6 separate regions of the Mus musculus genome follow, and regions 1, 3, 4, 5 and 6 are each linked to region 2. Evidence: chromatin contacts called from public HiChIP or PLAC-seq and promoter capture Hi-C data. All regions are on one chromosome and are shown on one strand. The core of a region is the stretch at or near the end of the contact, and the rest is flanking DNA. Distances in the headings are between cores, read along the strand shown.

Evidence for each region. Promoter capture Hi-C pulls out the DNA fragments that hold promoters and counts their contacts. HiChIP or PLAC-seq counts read pairs in DNA pulled down with a chosen protein or histone mark.
Region 1: a promoter capture Hi-C map of liver shows a contact between it and region 2, with 2.5 times the contacts expected there. The contact joins the enhancer-like site here to the promoter of Napb in region 2. A contact is called at or near these places in 11 of 39 promoter capture datasets (the 3T3-L1 cell line, 3T3-L1-derived adipocytes, the C10 cell line and 5 more), 1 of 484 Hi-C or Micro-C datasets (the HPC-7 cell line) and 3 of 115 datasets of contacts at active chromatin or transcription factors (embryonic stem cells, neural tube and stem cell-derived neural progenitor cells).
Region 3: a contact with region 2 is called in a promoter capture Hi-C map of the C10 cell line. The contact joins the enhancer-like site here to the promoter of Napb in region 2. A contact is called at or near these places in 7 of 39 promoter capture datasets (the 3T3-L1 cell line, 3T3-L1-derived adipocytes, the C10 cell line and 3 more) and 3 of 115 datasets of contacts at active chromatin or transcription factors (pancreatic cancer cells, stem cell-derived neural progenitor cells and vascular smooth muscle cells).
Region 4: a FOXA1 HiChIP or PLAC-seq map of pancreatic cancer cells shows a contact between it and region 2. The contact joins the enhancer-like site here to the promoter of Napb in region 2. A contact is called at or near these places in 4 of 39 promoter capture datasets (the 3T3-L1 cell line, the C10 cell line, hematopoietic stem and progenitor cells and 1 more) and 1 of 115 datasets of contacts at active chromatin or transcription factors (pancreatic cancer cells).
Region 5: a promoter capture Hi-C map of neural stem cells shows a contact between it and region 2. The contact joins the promoter of Foxa2 here to the promoter of Napb in region 2. A contact is called at or near these places in 9 of 39 promoter capture datasets (the 3T3-L1 cell line, the C10 cell line, the HPC-7 cell line and 6 more), 8 of 115 datasets of contacts at active chromatin or transcription factors (astrocytes, bone marrow-derived macrophages, embryonic stem cells and 4 more) and 1 of 9 other capture datasets (liver).
Region 6: an H3K27ac HiChIP or PLAC-seq map of extraembryonic endoderm stem cells shows a contact between it and region 2, with 14 times the contacts expected there. The contact joins the enhancer-like site here to the promoter of Napb in region 2. A contact is called at or near these places in 17 of 39 promoter capture datasets (the 3T3-L1 cell line, 3T3-L1-derived adipocytes, the C10 cell line and 11 more), 3 of 484 Hi-C or Micro-C datasets (the HPC-7 cell line, cortical neurons and uterus), 7 of 115 datasets of contacts at active chromatin or transcription factors (the NIH/3T3 cell line, bone marrow-derived macrophages, extraembryonic endoderm stem cells and 4 more) and 1 of 9 other capture datasets (adipose tissue).

The regions. Positions count from the first base shown.
Region 1 is chr2:147,812,204-147,816,781 of GRCm38.p6, forward strand. No RefSeq gene overlaps it. Among named protein-coding and RNA genes, the nearest start is that of Gm25516, 60 kb to the right of the region's middle. Within about 2 kb of position 2,323, at least 14 of the 459 cell types and tissues checked have an H3K27ac peak or open chromatin away from gene starts, as enhancers often do. A contact at or near this core is called in liver, where this site is marked.
Region 2 is chr2:148,730,708-148,734,680 of GRCm38.p6, forward strand. Napb (N-ethylmaleimide sensitive fusion protein attachment protein beta) reads right to left here and starts at 1,713. Exons shown (of 11, transcript NM_019632.3): 1 at 1,559-1,713. The coding sequence starts at 1,656.
Region 3 is chr2:148,184,144-148,188,083 of GRCm38.p6, forward strand. No RefSeq gene overlaps it. Among named protein-coding and RNA genes, the nearest start is that of Gm36597, 16 kb to the left of the region's middle. Within about 2 kb of position 2,643, at least 45 of the 459 cell types and tissues checked have an H3K27ac peak or open chromatin away from gene starts, as enhancers often do. A contact at or near this core is called in pancreatic cancer cells, where this site is marked.
Region 4 is chr2:148,010,945-148,015,032 of GRCm38.p6, forward strand. It overlaps 9030622O22Rik (a long non-coding RNA gene), which reads right to left. Exons shown (of 13, transcript XR_866820.3): 5 at 307-411. Among named protein-coding and RNA genes, the nearest start is that of 9030622O22Rik, 27 kb to the right of the region's middle. Within about 2 kb of position 2,672, at least 16 of the 459 cell types and tissues checked have an H3K27ac peak or open chromatin away from gene starts, as enhancers often do. A contact at or near this core is called in pancreatic cancer cells, where this site is marked.
Region 5 is chr2:148,044,509-148,048,754 of GRCm38.p6, forward strand. It overlaps Foxa2 (forkhead box A2), which reads right to left and starts at 1,440. Exons shown (of 2, transcript NM_001291065.1): 1 at 1,319-1,440; 2 at 1-316. The coding sequence starts at 1,405.
Region 6 is chr2:148,120,558-148,125,014 of GRCm38.p6, forward strand. No RefSeq gene overlaps it. Among named protein-coding and RNA genes, the nearest start is that of Gm24221, 28 kb to the right of the region's middle. Within about 2 kb of position 2,089, at least 44 of the 459 cell types and tissues checked have an H3K27ac peak or open chromatin away from gene starts, as enhancers often do. A contact at or near this core is called in the NIH/3T3 cell line, adipose tissue, cortical neurons and 3 more, where this site is marked.

The DNA.
Region 1 (4,578 bases), core at 1,073-3,572, 920 kb before region 2:
GGGAATCAACTATTGTAAATTACAATCTTTATCTAACTCAAATGTAGATCTAAAAATGTGATATTCTGTGTTTTAGTATCTAAAAATACTATTATCTCAGTTGTTTCCTCATTGTCATAAGACACCCTGACAACAGCAACTTGAGGGAAAGAGGATTGATTTTAGTTCCCAGCTGATTTCATGGCACAGCATATCATTGCTGTGGAAGTCAAAGTGGCAGAGGACTGAAGCCGCTGGTCCCATCGCATCCACAATAAGGACAAAGCAGGGGAAGCATAGGCTTGCTCAGTTTCCTTTCCCCCTATGTAACTCGGGATTCTGGAGAGGAAATGGTAATTACTTACAGTGGATTAATCTTCCCACCTCAACTCGATCAAGATGATCTTAGAAAGGTGTGACTACAGGCCTTTCTCATAGGTGATTCTGGATTCTGTCAAGTTGATGATTAACACTCTCTCATATACTGTCTAGTCTAAATTCATACTTACTAAGTCCAATAACTTAGGTGAAGGTTTTATGTCAAAGACATACATAAGCCTTTGGCTTAATAGATACTTTTTCTCTTCCTCAATTCTAAATCCACATGCATTCTTGTGCATTCACAAGCTCAAGCGCATGCACGCTCACATGCAATAACATTCTTGCATTCACAAGCATGCTATATACTGCTGCAGACATGCTTTCATGAGGCTAGCATGCACATGTACTTGCACATGCTGAGGAAGATGAAGACAGTCACACAGGTCTCATATACATGTGGGATTTAGAGGCTGCAGCACTGAAGAAAAAAAAGTCATGAATCCATGAATCAAAACAGAGTTTCTCAAGTGCTTTTCTTATAGTTCGATGGTAAAGCAGTTGCCTAGTTTGTGTGAGGCCATAGGCTTGGTCTCCAGCACTGCAAGTAAACAAAATAAAAGAAATAAGAAAAAGTTTATATACCACAGTGTTGACCTTTGGTGTGTTGTGTTCACTGCAAAATCCTCAGTCCTAGTTTTCTCATCTGATAGATGCAATAATGAGACTCTTTCATCTCAGAAGCTGTTTCTTTGATAAATATCAGAAAAGCTCCTGGCCTCTTGGAGGCATGAGCCCAAACCTCAGCTACATCTTATGATGGTTCATTCATTTCCAGACTTGCTTTCTCCTCAGTTACAGCGAGTGCTTCTGGTCCCTAGATCTGTTGGGAGGAGAGTAAAAGGAACACCAGGACATAGTCACCAGTATGAAGGGCTTGTGTTCATGGTTGTACAGCAGAATGGATGGTACCCACTCATGTTGGGTAGGATTCTGTCTCTTCCCACTTCTCTCTCCTGAATGGCAGAGGGAACCCTACTCCCTCACCTTCTCAGAGCAGCAGAAAATCTTCCTGTATCCTCTGAGTGAACTTAACACTATGTCCAAACATCATATAAGCAGTAACAAGAGGAAACCCCTCACACCCACTTTGGTACACCTTGGTGTTTGCCATTATTAGAACAGCAAACGGAGTGCTGTTGATTCACAGGCTTGTGGTTTACCAACCCCAGCAGCTCAGTTCCTCTTCCTACCCTGTGACTCATGAATACGCACCAAATCCTAAATAGTTTATTTACTGTTTGAATGCCTTTTTGCTTCTTGTCCTATTTCCCTCTGGACAGATAACCTAAGGTGCTTTCTTTACTCACAGAAGTAAATATGCAAACAAGAAATATTCTTTTAGGAATAAAGCAAGACAGAACACCAGAAATTTTGCAGACAAGGGAAGAAAAACGTCTACTACTGGGCTTCACTTAAAAAAAAAAAAAAAAAAAAAAACTCAGTTCTAATATCGAACCCAGCACAATGCTCATTCACAGAATATTTTTGCATCAGGTGAAATTATATAGAAACCTTACTTAGAAGAACCCTGAAGTATGGTGATGTTCAGGACAAAGGACTTGGTCCGCCAGAAGGTGATCATGAGTCCTGGCTTCCTTTGGGGGAATGGAAGGGATTGCTTGGTAACCCATCCTACTTCACAGGCCCTCTATGGTGTGGCCATGTGAGCTGTGTCCCGGGCTAGGACCATTGAGGAGCTGAAGAGCTTGGTAGAAAAACCTAACTGTAGACTACCAAATCTGTACTTCAGGAGAGTGCAGGTGAGCCGTGTGCATGTTCCAATTAGTGACCTTGGCAAATGCTGCCAGAATTTTGCTGGCCACATATTCCAAAGGTTAGTCTATGTTTCACTGAAATTTACAGAGTAACTTTTCCAAAGTTTTTTATCTAGATAATGGCAGAGGTGAGTGCTTCTTGGAGCACAGTGTTTGCTGTCATTGTCCCCGAGCCTCCCACATGGACAGCACTGTTGCAAACTTCCTAGTCTGTCCTCCAGCAAGAGCTTCCCTATGGTGCTTCCTTGGTTCAAGTGAGAACTTGTATCTTTAGATGATTACAAACCACTCTCTCCCTCTGCGAAAACATCCAGTCCCTTGCCCTAAGAAGAGTTTAGGACACCAGGACAGCCCATATCTGAATTCTGTGCAGATTTTTTTTTCTTTCTGAACATCTCCGGTCAAGTTCAGAATCTCTACTTTTCAGAACCATTCCCCCTAAAGTGGTCCAGGGTTTGTCCCTCTGCTGCTAGGGCCACTTGATGCCATGTCGTGGGTGAGCAGTAGATTTCACATTTTTCTAATGCACTAGTGTGTGACTAGAATTATAATTATCCTCTCGTTTCCAGGTGGTTCATTGGCAAACTGGCAGGCTGGATGCTGGCGCTGTTTCTTTGTATTCTCTCACATGTTATACACGTGAGAGACAGAGCTATAGAGAAGGCTTTGAGTCTCAACCAACAGCAACAATAAATCTTCTTGTAATAACACTCTGTACCTGTGTGTTGGTTAGTTTTATGTCAGCTTAAAACATGCTAGAGTCATTTGAGAAGAGGAAACTTAAGTTGAGAAAATGTCCTTACTAGAATACCCTATCAACAAACTGGGGTTCATTTACTTGATTGATGGTTAATGTGGGAGGGCCCAGCTCACTGGGCACTACGCCACCTCCGGGCTGGTTATCCTGGGTTCTATAAGAAAGCAGGCCTTGCAAGCCATGAAGAGCAAGCCAGTAAGCACTATTCATTCTTGGCTTCTGCTTTATGTCCCGCCTCTGAGCTCCTACCTCAAGTTCCTGCTATGACTTCTCTGGATAAAGTACTACAAGCTGTAAAATGAAATTTTATCCTTTCCTCTCCAAATTGCCTTTGGTAATGGTGTTTTATCACAATAGTAGAAACCTAAGTCAAACAGCCACAACAGGAGACATATAGACCATAGACACTGACGCTTGACAAGAAGTGCAGTCCAGAAGATTAGCCATAAGGTGCAAATGTAAGCACATCACTTAAACTTGTGTAATTTTCTTGGTAGTGCTTCTGTTTCTAACAACTGATCTCAATGGCCTCTGGGCAGTCAAGTTAAAGATTATCCTCGGTAATTTAATAAATCTATTATAACCACCTAGTGGGTGTTTTCTATGACTGTGTTATTGATTCCATTGTGTAGAAGAAACAGGGAAGGCTCTGACAGGTTAAGTCACTACCTAGGCCTAATACACCACACAGTAGCTTCAAATTCTTCTACATCACTGTAAAATTTGTGTTGTCAGTCATGATGCTGAGCTCTTGTGAAGAGGCAGTAAGAGAACAGGGAAAGATGCAAAATAATTTTTTTACAATATTTCCACTAGTCTAGCTAACAGAGTTATTATTACTCTCTGGAGATACAACACAAATCAAAAGGCAATTGAAATAGAGCCTAACCTGACTTAAATTCTGACTCGGCCACTTAAGAGCTTAGCAAATTTAAGTAAATCCTCTCACCTCTCTGATTCCCAATCCATCACCTATACAGAGGGATTCCTCATGCTAGCTTTAAAGTCTTGCTGTGTGGCTAAATGGTAAATTATCTTGAGACCATAGAATATCTAACAAGGCCTCTAACCCACAGATGGGAAATTAAATAGATGAAAGATAAAAAAGATAAGACATTTCAACACATGGTTATACAAAACTCATTTTCATGTTTTTCTTCCCCAAGAGAATGAGTATGGTCTTAGAATGAAAGTTACATCCATTGCTCCGTTCAGGACAGATTCATCGAGAAATTGAATCTGAATGGTGAGGCATAGTGTCAGGGCCATAATTTTGGAGGCTCTGAATTTAGAATCTCATGACCCAAAGCTGGAGAATGAGTAAAAAAAGCAGTTGTTGAAAACACAGAAACCATGTGTTAATCTTGGCATGAGTTAGGAGGGCATGGATGGGCACTTCAGTTGTCTTTTAAGAAGTAGGACAGGGGTCAGCAAATTTGTTTTGCAGAGAGCCAATTAGTAAATACTTTAGGCATGTGAGCCCCAGAGCCTCTGTCTTATGACTTAGCTCTTCCACTGTGGCAGAAAAGCAGTCACATAGCCTGCCATTAAACTCACAGGTCTGTCCCAATAAAGCTTTATAAAAATAAGACAGACAGGCACGGGGTTTGGCATGAGCACCATGGTTTTTCCACTGCTGATACAGAGTTTTAAATTAGCTTGAGAGTATCATCATCAAGAAACGCC
Region 2 (3,973 bases), core at 463-2,962:
CCGATGAGTGTCTCAAGATTTGACATAGTTTCCTCAAAACAGTGCTCCTCTTGACCAAAATTAAATGTCCATAACTGGCTCAAGGAAGCACATCCCGATGTGGAATGTGTATTAACATCATCTCCCAAGGTGAGCTACTCTGCCATTAAATTTCACACAGACTGAATGCAATCCAGTGTGTGTTTTGTGACTCAGACAAGAATTAGTCTTTGGCACTTGCAATGCTCCTTGTCCCTTTGAAAGAGGAAGCAGTATCTATAACTTACACCTACACTTCCAAGCTTCATATTACATGAGAAATTTAAGAACTAGCAGAGACAAATGCCCTTAGGGGTCTCCAAGCATGGTCTCCTTCTCTATCTTGGCAGACCATGGTACCATAAACTGTATCAATGTGACTCTAAGCATTTCCTGGAGATGCAAACATAATGGGGCTCAATTAAACTATTATATAATAATTAATGTAATTAGTAGTCAGATGAATGAAGTAAAAATAAAAGTCAAAGTTCACTGGGTACATTTTCAGCACTTAAGTGTCTATACTGAATTTTTACAGAAACTGCGTCTCACAATGCAGCAGTTTAGTATGTACCTCTAGTCCCTCTCGATAATTAAAATCTGTTCTTGGTACAGATCTTTCACTTTCAAATGGGAGAAAAAAAAGAAGAGGCACACGTAATTTCTACCGCTGTCATAAACAGCTGAATCATTCGCATAATCAACAGCCCAGAATTCTTCCACAAGCTCTCAGGGCAGGTTTTGCTTTTTGAAAGCTCAGAATGTAAACCAAACCCTTCCCTACCAAGATATGTAAGAATTAACAAAATCACGGGATTCCCAAAGGATACTCTGACTTTAAAAAGGAGCAATGTTACATACAGTTCATCAAACGGGAAGCCTGAACTACGGATACAAGTCACTCTGGCAAATGAAAAACACACCAAGGAGGATATGATTTCAAGGCCCTTGAGCCAAGGCCAGCGGGCAAGTGCCCGGGATACAGGGGCGCAGACTTCGCGCTCCCCACGAGCCACCAGCTGCTGCCAAACTCCAGGTTGAATTCCAGAACCTCACAGTCCTGGCTCCCCCGGGGGATTTACGGGCCCAACCAGGGGAAATGAATAAATCTGGTCCACCAGGAGGGGTGGCATCCTTGAAGAGGCAGCTTGGCGCGGACCCTGGAGCTAGCACCGGACCGTTGGCGACGCATGGGACTTGGGGGACCACAGAGATCTCCGAGGACGCGTAGGTGTTCTGGGTTGTTTAAGGGTGCCTGGGGATTGTGAGCTAGAGGTTCTCCGGGTGTGGGTGAGGGGTGTCCAAGGCCTGAGGATCCCCAAAAGGTTCTGGGGCTTGCAGTGTGTGCTGACTGGAGAGACACCCCAGACACGGCCCAAGGGATGCGATGAGGCCCTGGATGCTACGGGACCCAAAACAGAGCGTGGGCCACTGGGAATCCCGTAACCCTAAGCAGTTGCGCGGGGTACTCTGCGGTGGCAGCCGGCTGGGCAGGGGATCGGGCACCAAGACCCCTAAGGGCAAGACCTCTGGCGCTCACCCGAACAACCCTCGGAGGAAAGAGTGGGAAGCCTTCACTCGCTTCTCGGCCTCCGCCATAAGCTGGACCGCTTCTCGCTCCTTCCCTGCGTTGTCCATGTCACCCGCTGCAGCCAAAGCCTCCTCTGCTGACTAGCTAGGCTCCCGGGACGACTTAGCCCTCCCTCCAGCAGGTGCGGACACGCAGGCGCGGCACGCGTGGCCTTTCGGGATCTGTAGTCCTACATTCCACCTTAATGCCAGTTTGTCAGAGACCACAACTACAGTTCCCAGCAGGCTGCTGGGCAGGGCCGGGCGTTCTCCCGGACTCCCTGGAGGAGGGGGAAGGGGCGTGGCCTTCTGGAGGGGTCTTGGGCCTTGGACCCTTGGAGGTAGACTTCAAGGTTGAGAGAGAGAAAGAAAGAGAGAGAGAGACAGAGATAGAGACAGAGACAGACAGAGAGAGGGAGACAGAGAGACACTCTACAAGCAATACTGCAAAATTTAATCTAATGCAGCAGTTCAGCTCAATTTAGTCAACCATGTGGTGCCCCACCTCCCAACTCTGCCAGAAAAGCAGCAACAGCTGGCCTAAAGAGCTATTTTTAATTTCTGACAGCAAGACATTAAAAATGCATCATCATCCCCAATATAAATTCAGAGTTGATTTTAAGCGTCCCCAAACTACAACTTTCCATTTGGTCCTCTTGTTTAAAAATGGATTGCATATCTTTCCTGTAGGCACAATCTACTCTTGTTATTGACTGAATTCTATTAAATGGCTATAAGCCAGTGAACTCTCTTATGCTTTACATAATGCTGGCTATAGTGGGTGGATCTTGACAAAATTCCTGTCTGCCAGGAAGACTTCTAATCTACTAAATATCCATAGATAGATGCAATCCTGTGCCAGTGACTTCTAGGCCTGTCCCAGAGGGAGGTGTTTTTTAATACAATGTCTAGACCATTTATGCTTGGCAGTGCTACTTCTTAGGTGGTGCAGCAAATAGAATTACTGCCAAATGAGAGTTTCTGATGATTTAAAACTCTTCATGAATACGCTGTAGGAACTGGCAAGCAGAATTTGTCTAAGAAAATGAAGCCTGTTTTCAGAGAACATAGCAAGAGCGTTTAAACTCCTGGAAACAAGCTACCAAAACTGATGTCACAGTGTGGCATGATCCAACCATAGCAGGATGCTCTCAAGATAGAGGGGAATATCGGCTCTTGGTGCATAGTTTTTTTTACAACTACTATGAGCTTGTTTTTTTGTTGTTGTTTTTTTTTTCACTTTGGAGAACTGATTTGCAAGTTTGGAGCAGGAGGGTAGACGGAGGTAGGAAATTGGAGGTGGCAGTGGATGTTGGATTGAAGAGAGAAAAATTGCAAAAAGTGAACCAACATTGGCATTTGAAAAGGAGTCAGTTGGGGAATTTGGTGGATTGAGTCAACTCCTAAGCATCATGGGCAGCAGCAGTGTGTTGATCAGAGCAATTCCCAACCCTGGCTGAATGGAACAACTCTGCAGGATAGTCAAGAAATATTGATCCCTCTGCCACTAGTCTTTGGTGTCCAGATCTCCACTCTACCCTATTCTGGAGTTAATCATTCTAAATTCTAAAGCTTTGGATGAAAAGGAACCAGAATACATTCTCCCAAAGCACACCTCAAAAACCAGACATTTCACTCATCTGCCTTTAATGGATGCTCATTCATTCAGACTGTGGCACCTACCTTACAGTGGCTCTGGGCACATCCTATTCAATGGACATTCCGGATACATTCAAGCTGAGTGAATACAAAGAAGAGTAGATTAGAAGGTTAAAGGCCCACTCTCCATATCAAACAGTCCATAGAGGTTATCCCACCCAGCAGGACTCAGTTATTCGTGGGTTCGAGGGGGACTGCAAACCTGGGCGGAAATGGGAGGGAGAGAAAGGAGAAGCCGAGACCAAGAAGGGATTCCTATCAAGGTCTCAGTTTATTAGGCAGAAACAGTGGTTCTTAAAGCATACATCGAGGGGAATAGGGAGGGATTGAGGGGGAATTAACAAAGAACAAAGAAGTGGGCATCTGGGGACATGAAGGCCGAAGTCAGGCTCCAGGTGGCAGGCATTCTTCGTCTTATCTCCGGAATTCGAATCCTCCTTAACAGCCTTGGGTGTCAGTCCGGGCTCAGCAAGTAACTCGTGTCCTTGGATGTCATGGGAATCAGGAAGAGATAAGGAAGAATTCAGCTTTTACAGCCTCAGGTGCCAGAAAGGGAACAGGGAGAAGGAAGTGATGAGCAGCTCCTAGCACAAGGTCATTTGGCTTGTCAGGGTGGGAGACTGTGAAAGGCTTTTTCTCACGGTATGGTCTCCAACATAGAGGCATGACTGAACTCATCTGAAATCCCCAGTTCTAACAGAAAATGACGTTCGTGAGTAGAGGATGT
Region 3 (3,940 bases), core at 1,393-3,892, 550 kb before region 2:
TTCTCCTTGTCGCTCATTCTAGAGCCCAGTCCATGAAAAGGTGCCACCCACATTCCAGGTGAGTCTTCTGGCCTCATCTAAGGCAGCTTTGAAAATCCCCCACAGGTCCACGTATTCTAGACAAATCCTCACTGAGACTCCCTTTCCAGATGACTCTAGGTTGTGTCAAGAAGATAATTGGAAACCAACCAAGGTTTCAGCAGTTTGGGTTGGAGTGCCTGGATATATCTGAATGGGACTATCTGGAAGCAGAAGGAGGTAAGAGAATTATAGCAAACCTAGCCCCAAACTGCTAGTTGTGAAGGGTCCAGAAACCAAGGTTGGTGATGGAATGGTGCATTGTGCTTCAGCTTCTAGAAAATTGTCCACACTTCCCTCCTAGGGAAGATTCTAGGAAGTAATCCATATTAGCTTCCCAGAGGCAGGAAAGCATTGAACATCCAAGCTAGAACATTGACTTGGGGGACTGATGAGTTAGCAGAGAGACATGAACGTTGCAAAAATCTGGGACAGTAGTGGGAAACTGCAGTCAGTAATGGATGGTCAGGCTTCCCTTCCTGGGTCTCTGAGTAGACACATATCCCACATCCAGTTTTCTGTGTGTGCATCTGCTGTGAGAATGTGTGAGCAGCCCTGAGTTCTCCTATATTTCCGTGTGTGCAAAGCACAGAGAGTAGGAGGAGATGAGGAATGAATAGGAGATGACGACTAGGGAGATGGTCCCGTGCTCTGGCAAGCATGCTTGTGAGTCTTGTTCCTATGACACAGCTCAGCAGGGTGACTGTACAGGATGAAGTGAAAGTCATATTCAGAGAGGGTGGGTTTCCTGTGGGTGTCCACAAACCATGACGTGAAGACCGTGGAAGTAAAGGGAAATGGTAAGTGGGCTGGAAGTTCTAAAGGGCAAGAGGTGATGTGTGCCTTTCCAAGTGTAGAGAAAGGGCTGATTACACAAGCTTCTGATAAGAAAGTTCACAAGAACACGTCTATCCTGTTCCAGCCCATGGGCATCTCAGGAATGTGAGAGGAGCCATTCTTGGATGAGTCATAGGGCATGGAGACTTGGTGGTAAAAGCTTGCTTTTAATACCAACCTTCTATTCCATGTGCTTTTTCTTTAGAGGGTTACACTTTTTGACTCCAGAGGTAAGTGTGAGGCACCAGAGGAGCCAAGGACAGCATCTGGTTGTTCTGGTCTCACAGACCTGAAGGTGCTTATACTCTGAGCAAGAATGTCTAGTGGGTCTTTCTCAGTGTGTCCCCGATGCTTTGGAGGAGCAGTATCTAAGCCCTTGGATAGCAAGGATAACAAGTAGACCTGCCAACAGCCAGAGATACTGACTCCCAGTCATCCCACCTGCAAAAACACGGTTGCTGGTTTCTGAGCCACTGCTCCTAACAAGTCAGCCAATCTTTAGTGGGCTACTACATTCCACTTCTTTTTCTTTCTGTTCTGTTATGGCTGTCTGGCTAGTCTTCCTCTGAGCCCCTCATTCAGCTGAATGACATCATCCCCTGCACACAAGTTTGTGAGGCCTCTGATTTTACATTGTGCTTGCTCATTGACTGAATTAGGTGACATGGTCAAGGCCAGTAGTGAAGTACATTTTCCATCATTATAATAATCTCACAGGAAGTATTAAAGACTCCTAGTGACAGGTGAGTTCACAACTCAGAGATCTCTGGTTCACATCTCTTTATACTTGTGCTCAGTAGTGCAGGGAAAGTTATTTACCCCACAATAGAGAGAAAAAAATAGAATATTGTGTTCATTCTGTCGGAGTGGTGGTTATTGAGAACCAAAGTGGTGTCTGCCACAAAAAGGAAGGATCGCACATTATTCTAGGATAAAGAATGACAATATACAGGATTAATGTGGCTCATAATGTCTTTAGGGGAACAAGCCACTCATATAGATAAATTTAAAACATAATCCATAACATGAAACACCATAGATCAAAAACACTACTCATCGCTTATTAAACATCTATCAGTGGCTGTGATTTCTCATCATAGTAGGTCTTACTACCAAAGAAATCTGAATGAAAATGGTCTGGCTGAGATGCAGCTCAGTTGGTAGTGTGCTTATGTTCATACATGAAGCTCTGAGTTCACTCCCCAGCACCACATACAACATGCACATAATCCTAGCACTTGGGAAGTAGAGGCAGGAGAATCAGAAGTTTAAGGTCATTCTTGACTATATTGTGAGTTTGACACCAGTCTGGGCTACAGAAGAAATGAGGGAAAGAGAGAAGGAAGGAAGGAGAGAGAGAAAGAGGGATGGAGAGAGGGAGAGAGAGAGAGGAAGAGAGAGCGTGAAAGTGAGATTGAGAGGAAGGGCATGTAGGAAAGCAGTGAGGACCAATCAGATTTAGCAAATTGCTTTGTGTTTTACAAAGCTTCGGATGATGCAAGTGGTTGGCAACTGAGAGCGTTCTAGACTCTTTTCCCACCCCAGAGGCAAAAATTTCTCCGAACGTGTCTCATAAGAGCAAACATGCCATAGAATGAACAGCATTATGGAAATATTAGTGGTCAAGCGCACTGGATGTTAACTTTTTCACAGTACATGCCAAATCCCCTATATAGTCACCGTGTCCAACCCCCTTCTTCAGCTATTCATTTGTTAGACTGCCAAGCTGGCTAACAGGAAATAGGCTTTCAGAAGGGGCATTGCTTGCATTCCTTTGACCATGAGTGAGACCAAGTCACTTTCAGTATTTAAATAAGCCATTTGTATTTCTTTCCCACTAGATCATTATATTTATCCTCCATTTGACTTTCTAGGCAGTGTGTATTTTATTTTTAAAATCTACATGTACTTTCAACTCTAAAAAAAAAAGAGGGATTCTTGTGACAATTAACTTTCTCGGTTTGTCATTTGTCATCTGAATATGTTAGTGCTTATTATAATTTATTTTGATATCGTGTCTCATTGTATAATATAGGTTGGCTTGCAATTTAGAATCTTCCTGCCTAGGCTTCCCAAATGCTGGCATAGAAGCCTGGGCCACTACCCTTCATTTCACTTTTAATTAGTCATGTTCACCAACATTTGACAAAATATCCACACTCAGTAATCATCCAGCCATCTTGGAGATTTTGCCAATTTTTTAATGCCAAGGCTATCTAGATGTGTTTGGCTTTACCTTTATGAGGGCCTTCTGATAAAGGGAGATGGTGGGCCATTTCTGACTTGATTTGTGGCTTCTCAGTGGCCAATCTATGGTGGGTCACCAGGAAAATGTGTCAAACATGAGAAGTGTGTCTGGCCTTGGGAGTACAACAAACAGCTGGCCTGGAGTTCTGAAGTCTATTTTGTTTCCTTCCATTTTCTTAGGAGCTGTAAAATGGAGTTCTCTCAATGAGTCTGTGGTCACTTTCTGTTCTCCCTGGATGGAGCACATTAGTGCATTTACTAATGAAGGTGATGTGATAACAGTATGTCACCAAAGGCAGAAGATCTGGAAATCTAGTCTAGCCTTCCATTTTTTCTTTTCCCATAAGTCCCTGCTGAATTAGTGATGAGCTATACTTACCTCTGTGAATGCACTTTAAAAAAATAACCTTCTATTTAAAAATGTCAAGTCTAGCTTTTCCTACTAATGCATCCTGTGTCCATTTCTAGTAAGAGATGATTAAGAAAGTAACAGCTACTGTGGAGCACTTTACTTCTCATAAAAGCCATCTGATGGAACTTTTCATGATAAGTTGGCAGAGAAGAAAGCTAAAAAGCAGTATTATCATGTGGCAGCATTTTATATGTTCTACCTTTGTGGATGAAGACTTTGTTTTGAATGTCTGATCCCACTAGGCCTTGATATTTTTTCTTTTGTGATGATACAGAAGCAAAAATACATTGGTTGGACTTGGTTCTTGGAATTTGAAGTGTGTGCCTTCTCCTCAGCTAGTGACATGCTCTAGCATACCTCTCCTGA
Region 4 (4,088 bases), core at 1,422-3,921, 720 kb before region 2:
AAAAACGATACAGAAAGATGCTTGCATAGATCCTATAATGTCCTAAGTCAACATCACACAATGAGACACCAACAATCCAATGTCAATTGCCTTGGGATGTATCTCAGTGGTAGAGTGTGTGTTATGCATGGAGTCAGAGCTCTGTGCTCCACCTCCGACAGGACATAAGGAAGAGGTAGAGTTTACACTCCCACTTCCTGTAATGAGGGGTCAGCAATGTGGTGGAGGGGAGCCCACATGCCTTTGAAGGCAGAGCTGTAAGGCCATATGACTTCAGTCTGGCTTGTCCTCTTTGTCAGTGCTCACCCTTGAAATGTATCCAAATGAAGCCAAGATCAAAGGGCTTCAGCCCTTGCAGAGGCTCTAGCCACGATGGAGTAGGGAAAGCCATCTTGCTGTGTAATTCCCAGTCTGCAAAGGGGAGAAATAAGAAGTCATTATTGTTTAAACCCATAGAATTTAGGATCATTTGTTACACACAAATAGTTAAATGGTACACTGTGGTTCCTGCCATTGTCTATTGTAATCTTATAGTCTTCCTGTATGAGGTGCTTAATGGAATTCTCAGACTCTCAGCTGAGAAGACCTTACCACCCTCACTGTCTTCCATTTCCATCAGTCATTGCCTCTATCAAGGTTTCAACAAGGAGCACAAATGGTGTTCTGACACTAGCAATAACAGGTAGGCATTGCTGTCCTAAACCAGATGAGCCAATTATTAAATAGTTACTATATTTAACAGCATCTCTAATTATGGGAAGGAGGTTAAGGGTCTGAAAGGAGGTGTGACCTTCCAAGATGGAACAGAGACTGGGGGAGCACATGCATCAGCCAGTTTGGCATTGCTGAGACAAGACACTCAAAATAAACAGCTTAAGGGAAGAAGACTCTGTTTTAGTTTATGGTCTTCAAGGTTTCTACCACAGTTCCTTGGATGTGTTGACTGTAGGCCCATGGATGCTGAGGAGGAGCATGTGGTGAAGGATGAGAGGAGACAACAAGGGGCTAGGGGTCTCCAATGATATACTTACTCTAACCAGGTCTCGGGCTTTAATAGCCCATCCAGCTGTGAACTTATCAAGGGATGAATTCATTCATGAAATTAGCATCCTTGTGATATAACCAATTCTTGTTTGAACTAATTGCTAGAAGATAAGAGTCCAGCAAACAAGTCTACTGTATATATCTCATATCCAAATTATAACAATACCCAAATCTTTTGTCCTATCTTATACTCTGATTGGCTTAACCCAACAGGAAAAGAAATAGTAGCGGAGAGCCTGACTAATAAAGCCATTAGGATCAGTGTCCTAGAGGACAGAACAAGATAATGAAGGAGAAAGGAAGACTCAGAAATAGAGACACCTTACACATTCATTGCTACCATAATTTTCATTATCATATCATCCCCTTTCAACATCATCATCATCACCACTATCTTCACCATTACTACCATAATCATCAACATCAGTCAACATCAGCAACATAATGGTTTTATAATAATCCATATGTCATGCTCCTTTGAATTTACAAAATTATTCTTCATATTTCTGTTTTACCATCTTCAGAAAATTTTTTGCAGTATCTCCTACATCTAACCAAGGTCTTGGCACATAACTAGTCCTTGGTATTTCAACAAATGTTGTACAATACTGTCTATATCTAAGGCTCTATGCTAGAACCATGAGTATAGAGGATCAAATTATAAGATGACAAAGTCAATACCATAAGCAAGATACAAAATGTTAGGAAGATTTGATCAGAGAAGACTCCTGGAGGATGTAATACCTTGGGTTGGCCTTGGGTAAGAGACAAGTCCTAAAAGTTGTGGTGCCAGCATTGGGCTTGGGTGTGGGAACATTGCAGCAGATACATCTGGGAAACATACCTCTTTTATAAAGAGGGACGAAACCATATGAAGAAAATATTTGAAAGTGAAGAAACAATATGTTCTGATGGCAGGAGATGTTTTGGTTTTACTATTCTGTAGAGAGTAAAGGGATAAGAAGTGAGCCATGAACGTGAAGAAATTGAGTACTCATACTGAGATAAGTCTTAAAAGTCAAGAGGAGATATTTGTACTTAGCACAAGAGGTACAGGGAAGTCACTAATGCTTCTTGAGTATAAGAAGAAAGTATTTTTACTGCTCTTCAAGACTGTCAAGGTGACATCACTGGGCAGACTAGATGGAGAAATCACAGATAACAAGTGGGAACATTATTTTCAGTGTTTTGTTCTATTTTCAATGATAAGAATGTGGGGTAGGGCTGGAGAGATGGTTCATAGATAAAGAAGACTGACCGCTCTTCCAAAAGTCCTGATTTCAATTCCCAGCAACCACGTAGTGACTCACAACCATCTGTAATGGGATCTGATACCCTCTTCTGGTGTGTCTGAAGACAGCTACAGTGTACTCATATACTTAAAATAAATAATTTTTGAAAAAAAATAAGAATCTGGGGTTGGATGCAAAAATGGTATGGTAACTAGGTGACAGTTTGAAACACAAGAAAATGACAAATGACCGTTCCTATAGCCAGTCATATCACTTGCAATGTTGCTCAACAATCACATGTATTTGTTCAGTGAGTTGTCAGTACCAGGCAGTGGTTTTGACTCTACAGATAGGTCAGGAAGCATGACAGATAAGGCCAGAGGAGAAGAGGGTGCCACAAAGATTCCAAACTAGGAGCTGACGCACTGGCTTTTCTTTGCCTGGAATGTCCTGCCTCTCCTCTCCTTTATCTAGAAAACGCTTACTCATGCTTCAAAACCACTGTTGATTCCCAGGATTGGTTCTTCTGGCCCTTTCTCTAAAACAACTGGGATTTCAATAGGATAAGAAAAGCTTTCACATTTATAAGAGCTTGCAGGGTCTACAGAGGTGACTTCTGTAAGATGCAGGCCACACAATCATGAGGACCTGTCTTCTGATCCCCAGTATACACACATATGAACAACAGCGGTGGTACACACTTATAATCCCAGTGCTAAGAGAACTTAGACTGGTAGATCCTTGGAGCTTGCTTGTCAGACTAGTAAGGCCAGTTCAGTGAGACCCTGACTTAAAAATGAAATTGGAAAGAGATTCAGAAAGATATCTGGTATTCATCTCTGGCTTCTATTTGCACAGGCACACACACAAATATATTCAATATAACATACACAGAAAGAGAAGGGGAGGGAGGGAGGGAGGGAGAGAACTTGTGAATGCCTTTTGATAAAAATTTTTTTTAAGTTCTTGGATTAAACCATCAGCAATGTCACATTGGCTAAGTTAAAAATAAATAAAACAAAGCAACTTATCTTGGCTGAAATTCATTATTCATCATGACAGTTTGATAAACAGAGGACTCCCCTACAGCTTCCCCCATCTTCACTCCAATGGACTCCAGGAGAGGAGGCATGCTATTCAGTAGTATACCTAGGCTCCCTGGGAAACCTCTGTCTGCTCTTAGTCCTCACTCACTGGACTAAAGCAACAGGTGAAGGGGTGCAGTGACATGAAAGGTTAGCATGGCCTTGAGGGTTGAACTGACTTAAGTTGGAACTGAGGCTTTCCCACAAATGTCAAGACCTTGAACAAGGATCAAAGCTCCACAGAGCCCCACCTTTCCCACCTGTTTAGAAGCCCTCATGGAAGGGATGAGAGTGGTACAGCAATGGAAAGCTCTTTACATGCATTTGGTAGTTAAAGAATATTTGTTGAGCTCAAATAAATTTCACAAGGATACTAAATGCAGCACAGAAAAGCTGCCGAAGATAGAATATAAGGACTGCCTTTGTTGCCTGTTGGAACTAAGTACTAAGACCCTATTGTGAGTACACATCTTGGATGCACTAGAAGGTAGTGGACCACTTGTTGTTGTTGTTGTTGTTGTTGCTGCTGCTGCTGCTGTTGTTGTTGTTTTAAAAACAAAGTTTCTCTATGTTGCCCTGAATGTCCCTTATACTCAGAGATCTGCTTACTTTTGCCTTCCAAATGCTGGAATTAAAGGCATGAGCCTTCACACCCTCCCAGCAAGAAACACTTAAAACACAAACAAACAAACAAACAAAATGAATTTGAAGCCTTTTTTCACAGGAA
Region 5 (4,246 bases), core at 190-2,689, 690 kb before region 2:
TGGCGTAGGGGGCAAGGCCACCCATGGCCCCGGCCGCCTGTCCCCCGAGCGGGCTCAGACTCGGACTCAGGTGAGGTCCCATGCCCGCCACGCCGGCCGCCCCGGCTGAGCCGCTCATGCCCGCCATGGCGCCGGCGCCCGGGGACATGCCAGCTAGCGACGGGCTCATTCCAGCGCCCACATAGGATGACATGTTCATGGAGCCCGCGCTCATGTTGCCGGAACCGCCGCCCATGGCAGCCGCGGACATGCTCATGTATGTGTTCATGCCATTCATCCCCAGGCCGGCGTTCATGTTGCTCACGGAAGAGTAGCCCTGCGGACAGAGCCCGGGGAGGAGACAGGTTAGCACCTAGGCTGAGCTCGCCCGATCTTCCCACCCACCCACCAGTTGGACCCAGTCCCCCGCAATTCGTGCAAGCCTCTGGAATCTCTTGCTTTCCCTGGATCCCAGTGCACCAACACCAAGTCCTCTGGGCCCCAAAGAGAGCCGGAAAAGAGATCGCCCTAGGGCCAGCGGGACCTGAGGCTCAGCCTCGCCCAGATTCTAGAACTTCAGTGACCTGGACCACCGCCAACTCAGGCGCCCCAAATGTATTTTACTCTCCCTAGGGGCTCCTCAAATCAGCTGGCCAGCACACTGAGTCAGCACCGAGGCCGGAAATCTCCGTTGCTATCCCAGGTAGTCAAAAGCCACCTTTGGAACCTCACTGGGGCAGTCTCAAGCGAAAATCATCTCAGTGTCCTCTATTCTGGGGTTTCGTACCGGGACCCCACTCCTTAGTCATAGGGGAGTGAAGCGCAGTGCCTGCACAGAGTCCGGGAGCAGCTGGAGGCATCGCGTGGAGGAATAAGGAAGGGACCGCCAACTCGGCTAGGAACTGTTAGTGTCCCGGCTTCGTAGCGACAAACTTTTTTTCTCTTTGTCCACTGGTCTTTGATTCTTTGCCTGTACCTCTGTCCCCAACTCCTACCCACCTTCTCTTCCCCAGCTCCCCACCCCCTCGCCAGCCGACCTCCCACCCCTCCCCAGCCGCGCGCTGCCAAACATAACTCTGTTAGGATAGTGCGTGGCTCGGCCACGAAGAGGATTTGGAGGCGCCGCAAGTCAATATTTGATCACAAAGTTAATATTATCTCAAGGCTAACAGTGTGTCGTATAAAAAAGAGACCCATTTGAGTAGAAGGAGGGCGGAAAAGGCGGCTGTCCAGGAAGGCTAGAGGTGGGGGGGCGGGTACCGGTGAAGGGAGCGTGCGGAGGCTGGGGACGCGGAGATAGCTGTCACCCCACTTCTCCCTGGCCAGGGCAAGAGCTTACCTCGGGCTCCGCGTAGTAGCTGCTCCAGTCGGATGGCTCGTGCCCTTCCATCTTCACGGCTCCCAGCATACTGGAAGCCGAGTGCATGGCGGTTTAAAATTTAACAGCCACAACAAACGACCAGCAATCAGCCCCCACCCCCACCCTCTTAAAAAAAAAAGTCAGCAATGGTACCGTCCCCTCCCTCCCGCCCTCTCTCGCGCTCCCCCTCTCTCCCTCTCTGGACTCCACTTCCTCTCTCTCTCCCGCGGCCTGCGGCGGGAAGTAGCTGGGAGTGGGCGGGAAGGTGGCTGGCGGAGGAGGGGGCCGAAGAACCCTGGAGGCCGGAACCCGAGACTCGCCGTCGGGCGTGCACTCTGTCGCCGCGCTCCCGGGGCTGCCGGTGCAGGCTGAGGCTGGCAGTGTCGAGCTGCCGGGAGGCGGCGGGAAGCTAGCGGCGTGGGGGCGGGCGGGGGGAGAGCGAGAGGAGGGGGAGGAGGAGGAGGAGGAGGTGTGGACCGCGCAGCGGACAAGTGCCGCAATGACGTGAGCGGCTGGTGATATAGCGCGGTGCGCTGGCGCTGGCCTCCAATCCCCAGACCCCGGGCAGCCCATTTGAATAATCAGCTCACACTTAGGTGAGAGGAAGCCAGGGCTAGCGTTCCGCACCTGCCGCTGGGCGCCCCGAGCTAGCCCATCTCCTGCTGTCCCTGGCACTCCCAAGACCCCGACCTGCAAGCAGGCGTGCTGGCGCCCTGGTGGAGTCCCTTCCTTTACGTCCACGGGGAGTCTTCCGTGGACCCAGAGACCTGGGATCAAGCCACCCTTGGAGAAACTCAGGTCTCCTGCTCCCGCCCCGCCCCTCCTCATCGCCCCAAGCACGGGGTTCGTCAATCCGAAGGCGCGTACCGCCTTGGTGGCCTGCAAAGCGAGGCAAGCCAGATTTATTTATCTCGGGTTTCCTCCCTTTTAGTGCACATTCCCTGTCAAAACAACAAGCAGGTGACAGCCAATTTGCAAAGCGCTGTCCTATTTAGAAAAACTGTGTACACACCTTTAACTCGCTGGCCGCTGCTCCGGAGGCCCCTCCCCGTTACAGTTAAGTCCCGGGGCGGCCTCAGGAGGCGCGTAGGACTCGCGTGGTCTGGCCGCCCTGGTCGTCAGTTACCTCAGTCCTCTTTCTGGCTACCCACCTCAGTCGGCCTGGAGAGACCCGTTTAGCTGCAGCCAATACCCGGGAGGCAGCGATTTGCCTCTGGCATGAGGGCCTCGGTGTTTCAAGGTTACTTTTCAGTTAAATCCAAGGTGCCCAAAGCATTTCGTAACTAAAACAAACAGGGCAGTAGGTGGGGGTAGGGCAGGAGAAAAAAAATCAATAATGGGCCTTGTGGGATGACTTCAGGAGGATCTGTGTTCTCTGCCTGCAGAGACCAGGACTGTCTTATAAAAATTGAAAATTTCAGTTTCTTTTCTCTTTAGCTTCTAGGTGTTAAAAAGTGTCATTTGAAGTGTTGTCTTCTGCCTTTGAGGCAGAGGCAGGAGGATCTCAGAGAAGTCTAGGCTGACCTAGTCTATAGAGTGAGTTTCAAGACATCCGGGCTACAGAGAGAAACCTTGTCTCCCCAAACAAAACAAACATGAAAACAACAGAGTATGTCATTTATATTGTTAGCTACCAAGACCGAGACTAAGGTAAGCCTAGATTTTGGAGTGGAGGGTCTTGCCGGCGTTTTTATGTGGACAGTCTTTCTTGGTTCTGAAAATGTGACTAGGATGTAGGGATACAGTCCCAAACTCTTCTCTCTAGGAGATGGAGAAAATAGGAAATAGTTGGCCCAAATCCAGGTGTCCACAATTTCGTGTGGTAGAAGAAGAGTACATAGAGGTGGCAGGTACTGGGGTGAGCTTTGAGCATGGAAGCCTGAATGAGAATGGAAGCCAGATTGGAGGGTAAAGAAAGAGGTCAGCATCCTTTTGGACTGAAGACGCAGCAACATCAGTGCCCTTTGCTGCTGAAACGCACATAGTATGGACAGATAAGGTATTAATGTGTCATCTGAAGCAATGCAGAGCACGAGTCCCTCAAAGGCAACGCCTGTTTTCCCGCTGAAGGTGAATCTGACGTGTTCACCTAGTGAACACAGGGAACCCAGAGAGATCAGATCCTCCAGCATCTTCCCCAGGACCCCACAAGGATGACCGCAGACTTGAAAAAGAGGGGTGCACATGTTGTTTATAGATGCAGCTATTTTTCAAACTTAAAGCAAAAAAAAAATGCAGGCACCCAACTCCCCCCCCCCCAAGAGAGACACAGAGAATCACAGAGAGACAGTTCCACTCCCCACCAGAGAGAGAGAGAGAGAGAGAGAGAGAGCTCCATCCCCAGAGAGAAAAAGGCAGACAGAGACTGAGACAGCATTCTAGTTCTGTCTAGAGATCTTACATGTCGAAGTACAGTACACGCGCACGCACACACAACAAGGACAGTTCTCTCAGGAAGTGAAACTCAAGATATCAACATTCCGGTTTATTCTGTCCGTCGGTCTGTCTGTCCGTCTGTGTCTGTCAGTTGGTCTATTCCACCACCCCTCTCTGTTAAATGCCAGGGTATTTGTAAGCCTGTGGGCTGCACTGCTCTTTGATTGTGCTCCCAGCTGAAATTTGATCCCAGAAATTATTGCACGTGTAAAATTAGTTACCAAGCGCTGGGAGAGTGGGTACGCGGAGCAAAGCATGCTTCTCTCAGATCTGAGAATTCCTACCGTCCCCTCAGACACTGTGTGTGCTCAGATCTCAGGATAGCTGGGAGCGCTAACATCCAACTTCCACAGTGACAGGGCGCCCCCTGTCGGCCGCGAGGATTTCGGGGTCAACCCCAGTCCGGTCTTTTAGCTTTTGGAATCCTAATCGCGCTCCAACTGCTGTCCCTGGGCACCTTCTTCTGGCCCC
Region 6 (4,457 bases), core at 839-3,338, 610 kb before region 2:
TCTTTCATTTTGGAAATGAGGTTTCACTATGTAGCTTAGGGCGGCCTTGAGGTGATCATTCTGCTCCAGCCTTCCAAGTACTGAAATTGTAACTGTGACCCATTATGACCAGCTTGGTGACTACATCTCTGTCTTTTGTCATATGTTCTCACTGGCCAAACCTCAATGGAAACCACTTAACATGAAAGTCTGAGAAAGGCAGAATTGTTCTGGAGGTAGCAGCAACTGCTGGGCTCATGTGCTTTGCAAACACTGATAGGGAGTGGAGATTAAAAATAAAATAATACGGACTTAGTGATGATTGGAGTGACTTAAGCAAAACAAACAAACAAACAAACAAACAAACAAGAAGAGCTATATAGCTTTCTGAACAGTAGGACTGATGTGTACATGTGTACACGTTCAATTTGTTCTGTGCACTATCAAAGCTTGAGAGACCTTAGTGGCAGTTTTGGGTTCCTCTATCCCTCCTAAGGGTGGGCAGTCAATAGGCTTGTGTTGCCTTGACTAGAAGATTAAACAGCCAGAGCACCTCACCCCTAACAGCTTAAAATGACATACTGAGAACAGCAAGTATAATCCCCTTATGTTTACATGGTATGAGTGCCCTTTGAAAATCTGATTAGCTTTTTTAATTACCAGGGACCCTTTCAGCACTTAGCTGGGAAATTGCTGGATCTAATTAATACTTTCTGTGTGTCAGGAAAACACCATTTGCTTCACTATCCGTGCTCTCAGTTTTGGAGGCTTCAGAGTTCAGCACCCAAGTCGCATCTTGGCAATGTTCCCTTCTCTCTCACCATTGCTCTTCGTGCTGCTGCTGAACCATAAAGTGGACAAGAACTTTATGGATGGTCTTCCTAGGAGGGACAGATGTGCACCGAGTTTCATAAGTGCTAACTACAGTGGAAAGCTAGCACAGAAGAGACATGGGCAAGAAGAGGAGACAATCTTCAGATTGTCCCTACCAAGTGCTGTGGATGGAGGAACACTTCCCTATTTGGGACAGTGATTAAAATAAGTTATTCCCATGCTGTCTGAGAGCTGTGTGTTGCACAACTGGCAAAGAATGAGAACAAGAGCCTGGGGTTTGGGGGAGCTGGCATCTTTATTGAATGTTGTCTTGACCCTCATCTTCCACAGTGGCAGGTGTTTCATACAGACTTACTGTGTACCACTGTGAAGAGGTAGAGTCTTGACATTTAGTTCAGACAGCCAGACCCTTGGCAGTTCCTGTAAATCCAGGCAAAGAATGTCTATAGAAGCCACCTGGTGGATTGGTGAGGATGGGGCTAGGGGGCTCACTTTAGCAACTGCTTATATAGCCTTAGGGGGTCACGACTGCTTTCATACAAGACCACAAGCACCCAAACTTCCATCTCTTGGTGTTCAGATGATCAGAGCTGTGACTGGACAAAGAGCTGGAAGGCCCTGGAGAAGCCAGAGTTCAGACTGACACTCACATGTTCCTGCTTAGGGGAATACATACTCACCACTTCCATCTTCATGTGCTCTGGATCAGTGTGTGCACAGACTCTGAGATAATCAACAAGGGCTTCCTACAAATCCCATCAATCAATAATACTACTGCTACAAGTCTTTCCAGCACTGACAGGAAAAACAAGTCCTGACTCTGGGGGGTATCACAAGGACATTCTCAGTATAAAGTATTGTCAACTCGTGCATCCATGCTAATACAAAACTATCCAAATGCCTTAAAGAAGGTAAACGAGAAATCACGCCCGAGAGCCAACTTCAATGAAGCATAATTTGCAGCAGAGGGCAGCAGAAGACACCGTTTGGAAATTCAGTCTGCAACTGGGCACATCCTTCCCGTGCCACACCAGTCAGACCACACACACACACACACACACACACACACACACACACACACACACACACACACACACACATACACACACACACACACACACACACACACACACAGAGAGAGAGAGAGAGAGAGAGAGAGAGAGAGAGAGAGAGAGAGAGAGAGAGCGAGCAGATCTGTTTGCCAGGGCCTCACCCTTCTTACATGACCACTAGTCACTGGGCTGGTGAGCCACAGCTCAGGTCAGACAAGATGCTTTTCACTGGGGCCATCAGGAGGGTCGGGACAGGACTAAGGCGGAAATAGCTGGTTGGCGGCTCACTTCCCTATCCACGTGACCAGGCAGTGGAGCCCAGATGTTGTTAAGGTGGTAGGCGACCTTGGCTATTGTCCTGGTGCTAATGAGAATGCCTTGGGGTTTAGGCAGCTGCTTGTTTGGAGGAAGACAGAAAACTGTCAACCTGTGATTTCCTCCAGACCCTTAGTCCCTATAGGCAAAAGCCCCGGGTCTCCTCGCTGTGCATGGTTCAGGGGTTAGATGCCATCACCCTGACTCTTCTTAGAGTCCTCTGAAGCTGGGGTGAGTGTGTGATGACACTAACAACCGGGAGAGAAAAGACAGAGTCGGGACAAGCCTGGGAGAAAAAGCAGGCCCCATTGCAAGCACACGTCACTGCTTCTCGTTTCTAATATGTTCCATTAGCTCTCGGTATAATGTTTCCAAATGAGCCACAGCAGGGACTGTGGTACTCTTGTTTCTTCAGGGTTATTGATGAACCCTCTCTAACTTAGCTGTCCCTCTCTTTTTCTACCCCACCCCACCCCTGGTCTTTTCTTTCATTAAGAAATAATCCTATCTTCTTTTGTGACTTGAAATAACATCAATATCCTTAGACATTCATGCTTTTTTATTGCTATTATCTTTCTGTTTTTGAGACAGGACCCCACTCTGTATGTAGCTCGGGCTTGTCTTAGACTGGTAACCATTCTCCTGCTTCACCCTCCCAAGTGCAGGAGCGACCAGGCCTGACTACACCCTGTGTTTATATATTTAGCCCAACTCCTCTCCTAATCTCTCATGATTGCCTTGAAAATCATTCTGGGAAAAAAAAAGTAAATCATTCTAGAAAAATAAGACTAGGATGTTTAAGTATGTCTCAGGGTCATAGCTGATGAAGAATTCTTGTTTTTTAGGCTGGACCTAGTGAACCTTCTCTACACTGGTTAGTGTGAACTCCATCATCTTTCCCCATAACTTTTTATTGATTCCTTGTGAGTTTCACATCATGCACCCTAGCTAGTTTCACTCATCTCTCTCCCCCTGTATCTGCCCTCTGCCCTTGCAACCTCACCCCCCCCCTCCCCAGAAGAAAATAAACACTCAATCAATAAACAAACCAAAACGTCTCATTGTGGGAGCTGTAGTGTGTTGCAGTGCATCCCATAGTATAGCGTTCTATCCACACATCTTCACTTGCCAATGTTCATTGTTCAAGGCCTCTGGCTTCTGCCACACCATCAATATTGGATTCTCACTGGGTCTCCTCCCAGTTATCTCGTTGCTTCCCCTTTTGTGCACCACTAGGGTGAGCTCTTCAGCACTGCTCTGGCTAACCCACCCAAAGCAGACATCATCAGGAGGCAAGGCCATCTCACCTGTGCATCCAGAGCCAGCTCCTCCTTGCTTCCCAGTTGAAGTACCCAGGGCCTATTCTCCAAGTACTGCATGTAGTAAGGAGCTGGGCCAGCTCTCTCTCTCTTATATCCTCAGGGCTGGCTCACCCATGTCTTCACCATGAGGTCCAGCTCCTCTGTATTGCCCAGATAGAACTCCATCATCTTAATAGCTCAGGTCTTGGCTTGTCCTCTTATATGCCATACATACTCTGCCTGGACCAGATTGTTTGTCATCCCAGGATGCTAAGAGCAGAACCAGTTTCATCTCTCCTTTTATTTTCTCCAAACACCACAATTGAGTAGTTTTCCAGGCTTTTATACCTGTCCATCTATAGTCTATTATTAATAGGACATCAGGATAAGTGATCTCTTTAAAAATCTTAATCACTTGCTGTCAGGCCAGTACTTACAGCCTCTCCTGCTTCTGATTAATTCTGAATGAAGAGAAATTCCTGCAATGCCTTTCAAACCTGTCTGATCTGGGTCTTCAGTGTCAGCATCTGTGACTCTCCCTTCTACCCACTTTTGTCCACAGTGGCCTCTGTGATGCCAGGCTTACACATTCTTTCTCTACACTTGCTCATGCACTTCCCTTAAGCCATGGCTCATCTTCTCAGGGAAACATCCCAGCACATCCTTTAATTAATTCTGCCATACCCTCTCTCTCCAGCTCTGTCTTTTCTCTGTCCCACAACCTCATTGTTGGGATGATGGCCTGATCTTAGATTCTGCTTACTGGCTTCCAATTCCAGGATGTAGGTATGTTGTGGCCCATCCCTTGCTTTGTTCACTGATGTCACTGAGTCCCTAGAACAGTTACAGCACTTACAAATACTCGGCAAATCTTTTAACAGATACCGTTTAATCAATTGTCTTGTCTGTACAATGCCCTTCCTGAGATGTCTAGCTGTTTTAATCTGATTTGACCTAGATTAAAAACATCAGGGTG